2 separate regions of the Sus scrofa genome follow, and region 2 is linked to region 1. The links are chromatin contacts, called in public Hi-C maps. All regions are on one chromosome and are shown on one strand. The core of a region is the stretch at or near the end of the contact, and the rest is flanking DNA. Distances in the headings are between cores, read along the strand shown. Region 1 holds the start of RBMS1 (RNA-binding motif, single-stranded-interacting protein 1). Region 2 has its middle 150 kb from the start of TANK.

Region 1 (3,255 bases), core at 568-3,067:
AGTACCTTAACATGGACCACACACACTTTAAGAAAGAAAAGCTTATCAAGGTTCAATCAGAGATTCTTTGTACCAGGCCAGAAATGCCCTGTGTCAGCAAGCAGAGCATGATTATAACCCCTCAAAGAAAGTTCAGATACTGTGCCCATACTTGATTCTTTCGTGATCTACAAGGGCACCAGGAGTCAAGGGAGATGCTAATTGCTGAAGAAGGCTGGTAGCCAACTTATGCCCTCCTAAACCGTGGAAGAAGCTTCCAAAGCAGTGAAACCCTCACTCTTTGTGGACCCATTTTTTTTTTTTCAAATGAATTCAGGAGGAATCAAATTCTTATTGTAAAAATAGCATAGGCCCACTAACAACGTACCCAGGGTCCCTAGAAAGCCAGTCGCAATCTGTATGCAACATGTCATCTGCTGTGTCACCCAAGAGTGTGACAAGGCCACTTTTGAGAAAGCACCACTGGAAATCGATCGGTGGTAAACATATAAGGTAGTATTTTTCTAAACTAAATACGAAGTCACTTCTTTCTCTGCACCGAAATATGCCCATTGTCCGTCCTTTGCAAAAGCTACAGGGAAGATTAAAGGGACATCAATGAACGCTGAGTGAACTTTGGCCACTTTTCTACCCAAAACACCAGCGTAAAAGTAGAAATCAGTAACCAGGTGAAGTGCCACACCGCACAAAGATCAACGCGAGGGGCGGGCGCGCAGGGCCGGAGGCGGGGAGGGAAAAGTCCCGTCCCCCCCACCCCCAACCCCTCCAGCCCCAGTCACCGCGCGCGCGGGAGGCTGAGGGGCGTCCCCGGGGGCGGGAGGCTCCGCGCCACTCGGAGGGAAACCGAGAGTTGCTGCTCGCCACGCGAGGCCCAGGAGAAGGTGGTCGAAGATCCGCGCCGCCGGCGGGGCCGGGCACGGGCCCCAGGCGTCAGCGACCCAGCAGCAGACGCTCGACGAGGGGCGCCGCTCGGCTCGCGACCCTCCCCGCCTCCCAGGCCAGGAAGGGGCCGGCGGCTCTTTCCTGTCTAGTCTCTCCCCCCGCGGCTCTCTGTAACCCGATCCCCGCACTCCGCTCCGCGGGCAGCCGCCGCCCGGCGCGCAGCCTGGCTTCGCCCAGGCCAGCGCTATAGTTAGCAACCTTCCAGCAACTCCGCCGGGGGCGGCGGGGACTAGCCGCGCGCCCCTTCCGGGCCCGAGCAGCGCGCGCCCCCGGCGTCCCCTCCTCCCGGGTCCCCTGTCTCCCGCTCCCCCTTACCTTCGCTTGAAGATACTGGGGGTAATAGTAGGTGGCGTACTGAGGGTACATCTGCTGTTTCCACACTTTGCCCATGAAGCTGGAAGGGAGCCTGCCGTGCAGGGTCGCGGGCACTTTGAGGTTTCCAAGTCTCGATCTCTCCTGCCTCTCCCTTTCCGGCGGCGGCGGCGGCGGCGGCTGCCGCTGCTCCACCTCCCAGCCCGGACCAGACGTCCTCCTCCTCCTCCTTCCTCTCCTCCTCCTCCTTCTTCTCCCAGGCACAGAGAAAGACACTGCAGAGCGCAGAGGGCACCCCGGACAGGGCGCTCCCAAGGAGTTGCCTCCCGGAGCCCAACTGCTCCGGGGCTGCCAAGGACTGGCGCTCTGGCAGCGCTCCGCTCCGGCAAGCAGGCTGAGCGGGGCCAGGAGGTGATCAATACCAGTGGAAAGTGCTGCTGCGGCGGCGGCGGCGGCGGCGGCTGCGCTCGGTGCCAGGCGGCATCTGGGGTGGGTGCGCCCGATTGGGAGAGGGGAGAGGGGCTGGCGGGCCGAGGCCGTGGGGGAAGGGCGGTGGGGGCGTGGCTTGGGCGCCGTGGAGCCGGGACCGGCTGGAGGTGAGGGCTGAGTTTTAACCACTCCTCACCTCCCAGGCTCGGGGTTGGACGGGCGGAAACCTTGGGAGTCCGGATCGCTTTGTGTTGAGGGTAAAGGGTGGGGTTGGATTTGGGGGGGACACAGCTTAAGAACTGCAGAGTGGACACCTCGTTTGCTTTCATGAGTTTTTATCTCGAGAGAGAGGGGAGGTAAGGGGGAACGAGAAGGAAATCTGATTAATCTCTTACTCTCCCCCCCAATGATTTTTTTTTTCCTTTTTTTTTCACAAGGGAAGGAAAATAATTTGGTGTCCAACCACAAAGCTGGAGTCAGAATGCCTGGGTTCTGTCCCTTCCATTCCCACCCCCCCTCAGGCCACAACACTAATTTTCTAGATGACCTTGGGAGGTTTAGTGTCCTTCGGTATGGTTTTCCCAGATGTGAGAGGTGAAATCATGCCCTCTGCACCAGAGGAGGCAAAGCGGTCGGGTGCGCGCGCAAGCGCACCACACACACACACACACACACACACACACACCCACACCACCCTCACAACAAATAGACGGATCCTTCTAAGGGGGAGATGCCGCAGAGAGGCAGAACGTTATTATCAGAGGACACAATATAGACATCAGCTTTTCTCTGCCTCTTTCTAACGCTGCCAGACAGTCTGTCAACTCCCACTCAGGAGCAAGGAAACTCCCTGAGTTTGGAATATTTTAAGGCCATTTTGAAAGTCACGCTGGCATATTGTTGCAGTGTGCTTCTGTGACATATTAAAATCAATCTCTTTCTGCCTCTCTCCATCTCCTAATTGTCACAGCTCCAGACAGCCCCAGACAGCAGTGGTTCAGTTCACTACATAACTGGATATAATTTAATGGAGTTAATTGGTCCCTTAAGCTGCCTGTAGAAGACTTTTATATTCCAGCGCAACAAGAGATAATACTAAAATGTACAAATAGGATAAGTAAGAAAGCACTTTCAAATTGGAGATCTTGCACATCTAATAAAATGTAATGAAAAATTAATTTGTTATTAAATAGACCTTGATCACTTCGTTTTGTCATTTTGATTTTCTGACAGTCTGTGTTCATAGTTGCACAAAGGTAAATCAAACTGAAATGGAATGCATGATTTCGTTAAACAGTGACATTTTTATTTGATTACATTTCAAAAGGCTTAATAAGGTACTTTAAAACAATGCAATAGTGAAATGAAACCTTTATCACCTTTATATGATTTAGACAAATTTCTGGGTTATACATTGTGAAAAAACAAATTTTTGGATATGCCGGGAGGCAAATCATGTTCTCTTAAAAATAATTAAGAGTTAACCTATGTCAAATCCTACAAAGAAACAAGTATTGCTTGAGCTTCTGCTGTGTGGTGGGCCCTGCTGAGGTCAATGTCAATCTGGATGTT
Region 2 (2,895 bases), core at 123-2,622, 410 kb after region 1:
GCTATGGTATAGGCTGCAGATGCAGCTTGGATCTCACATTATTGCTGTGGCTGTGTCGTAGACCAGCAACTGCAGCTCCGATTCAACCCCTAGCCTGGGAACTTCCATACGCCTCGAGTGTGGCCCTAAAAAGACAAAAAAAAAAAAAAAGAATCATCTCTTCCTGTTATATTCTTCTGTATTTTACAGGAATTCTTAGCTACCTCCCCGTCCCAGATTCATGGATTCCTATGGACTCCCTACAAGACATGCCTAAAAACTTCTGAGTGTGTATGTAAAATGGTGTGCAAGTGTATGCTTTTTCCTAGGGTATGAGTCCATAGCTATCTTCAGATTGCCAAAGATGCTCCCAGATATCAAATAGTTGACCCACTGCTTTATAGGACTGATTATATGTAAATTCTTGCTCCCTGTTGTTGAAATTAGTTTTCCCTCTGATACACATGGATACTAAGTGACCCAAGCAACAGGATTATCAAGTTAAGAAATAAAATGAACAGACATTTATTGAGCATCCTGGGTGATGACAATACAGTGAACACATATGCATTCCTCACACAACTCTTTAGAAAGTAGCGTTGTCTCTATCTAGGTTTCTAATAGCAGTACTAATTATTGAGCACTTACTATTTGATAAGTACTCTTCTAAGCACTTCACATATGGTAGCTTATTTAAATCTTACAACACCTCTATAAAGTGGATTCTGCTATTACCCCCATTTTTCAGTGGAGGAAACTGACTTTTTATGAAGTCCTCTTCCCTCATTTCTGCATCCTAATAACAGTAACAACAACAACAACAATAATAATAATAGTTTGCTTTCATTGAACTCATGTGCCAGGCACTATTCTAAGCACTCCTTTTCCAGACAAAGAACCTGAGGCACAAAAAAGTGACCTTCCCAAAGACAGCCAGCCAGCAATAGACAGAGCTAGCATTCAAACTCTAGTCTGGCTAGAGAGCCCATACCCAGCCATGCTTTCTAACTGCCACAAGTTCTAGCCTCCAGCTTAGGGAATAATTATTGATTCTGTGGGCCCTAGTTTCTGTGGATGCCCACCTCTAGTCTAACGGATTCCTTTTCTTTCCTCTTCTCAAGCTCCATTTCCATACCAGGCTGCAGGGGTGGCCCCCACGTTTCCACAAGCATCTGTATGCTCAGCTTATGCTGCATGTGGGTCCTGGGTTACAATGTGCCTGGCCACCCTTGCTCTGTCCCAGTTCCCAGCTTCCCGGACCACACAAGGTCACACCAGTTGCTCAGGGGCTCTCAGATGCATTTACAATCATAGACACAATAGGCCTGGCAGCCCTGCTGGCTTGCAGAGGAACTGGGCAGTATCACATTTCAAATATTGCCTCTGAGTAATGCTGAGACCATTCAGAGCCCGGTTAAAAAAACACAGTCACGACTCTCCTCGGGACACGGGCTGTTGATTTTGTTAGGTGAGATCACTTGAGGAATATAAAACGCAAGAGAAAGAGTGGCAAAAAGGAAAAACAATAGGTTGGTAGAAAGGGTCATACAAAAGTCAGGAAGCGGTGAAGGAACAGCCTGGCCACAGCGTTCCATTCAGTTTAAACCTAGGGTTTAAGCGGTTAAGGAAAAATCAATCCGTACTTGTTTCAATTCCTTCCCAACTATAAAACGTTTACTTGCATGGTGGCTTTGTGTGTGTGTGTGTGTGTGTGTGTGTGTGTGTGTATCAACTATGACTTAAAAAACCTGACAGTAGCCAAACGCTCAGCACACACACAGCAAAGGTTTTGTGTTCAAAGCACACACCGTCCATACAGCTAAGCATCTATTGATGCTGGGCTTTTAATGTTATGCAAGACTTTTTCCTTCCTTTACTGGCCACTGAGTGACTGTGCTGATTCAACATTTTATAGATGCATAAATTTCCCTTTAGAGGCTGTGCCGAGAATGTGTGCCTCCCTGGGCCAGTTTCTTATTGAAATCAGATGATGCAGGCAGTCTCTCTTGCATTTCAGTGAGAGGCTGCCCCCTAGTGAATATTTTCAGCTATACACTAAACCGACAAATTTATTGTTGCAAACACTGCAGAGGTTTCTCCACACAAACGAGAAACGTCCTTCAGTTGTCAAGGAAGTGACAGTGTTGTGTAATTTAACCATCAATCAGATGTTGCTTTCCTTTCAACTTCCCCCAGCCTATTTTTGGTAGGTTTCAGTGTTCTGTAAAGTTTTCTTTGATAATTCAAGATGTCTCTGATTTTTAAAAATACACACAATGATATATTCTTTTTTAAGCCAATAAAAATATTTTCATGGAACTAAGGGTAAGGGGTTGATGATCAGCATCCTTTCCTGTTCTGACAGTGAGTTGTACATGTATTTCATTTCATTTCCACTTATTTTATTTGACTATTTGGCGATAGTTTTCCTAGCTGGGATAATTACATAGAGCAAAAAAATTTGCTTTTGGAAGGTAACTATAGGAGTTCCCGTCATGGTGCAGTGGTTAACGAATCCGACTAGGAACCATGAGGTTGCAGGTTCGATCCCTGGCCTTGCTCAGTAGGTTAAGGATCCGGCATTGCCGTGAGCTGTGGTGTAGGTCGCAGACGCAGCTCGGATCCCGCATTGCTCTGGCTCTTTCGTAGGCCGGTGGCTAAGGCTCCAATTCGACCCCTAGCCTGGGAACCTCCATATGCCGCTGGAGCGGCCCAAAAGAAATAGCAAAAAGACAAAAAAATAATAAAAAATAGAAGGTAACTGTATCAGCATAATCAGTACTTTTTAGTGTTGAAAGCCTCAATTTTAAATTAACATCTAATTTTTATCCTCATGCAGTTCTAGGAGATACTTCAGATGAAGCATTTTGTATAGTGATGAGCCTTAAAAGCAGTTACTACTATTATTTCAGAATT

The links. Hi-C and Micro-C count contacts between places; a contact is called where the count stands out from the background.
Region 2: a Hi-C map of embryonic fibroblasts shows a contact between it and region 1, with 2.3 times the contacts expected there. The contact joins the enhancer-like site here to the promoter of RBMS1 in region 1. A contact is called at or near these places in 1 of 5 promoter capture datasets (fetal liver), 3 of 47 Hi-C or Micro-C datasets (embryonic fibroblasts, fetal heart ventricle and fetal skeletal muscle) and 1 of 2 datasets of contacts at active chromatin or transcription factors (alveolar macrophages).

What each region holds. Positions count from the first base shown.
Region 1 is chr15:67,407,610-67,410,864 of Sscrofa11.1, forward strand. RBMS1 (RNA-binding motif, single-stranded-interacting protein 1) reads right to left here and starts at 1,818. Exons shown (of 14, transcript XM_003133427.6): 1 at 1,258-1,818. The coding sequence starts at 1,332. It overlaps LOC106506256 (a long non-coding RNA gene), which reads left to right and starts at 1,631. Exons shown (of 3, transcript XR_001301448.2): 1 at 1,631-1,743.
Region 2 is chr15:67,815,114-67,818,008 of Sscrofa11.1, forward strand. No RefSeq gene overlaps it. Among named protein-coding and RNA genes, the nearest start is that of TANK, 150 kb to the right of the region's middle. Within about 2 kb of position 1,373, at least 33 of the 83 cell types and tissues checked have an H3K27ac peak or open chromatin away from gene starts, as enhancers often do. A contact at or near this core is called in alveolar macrophages and embryonic fibroblasts, where this site is marked.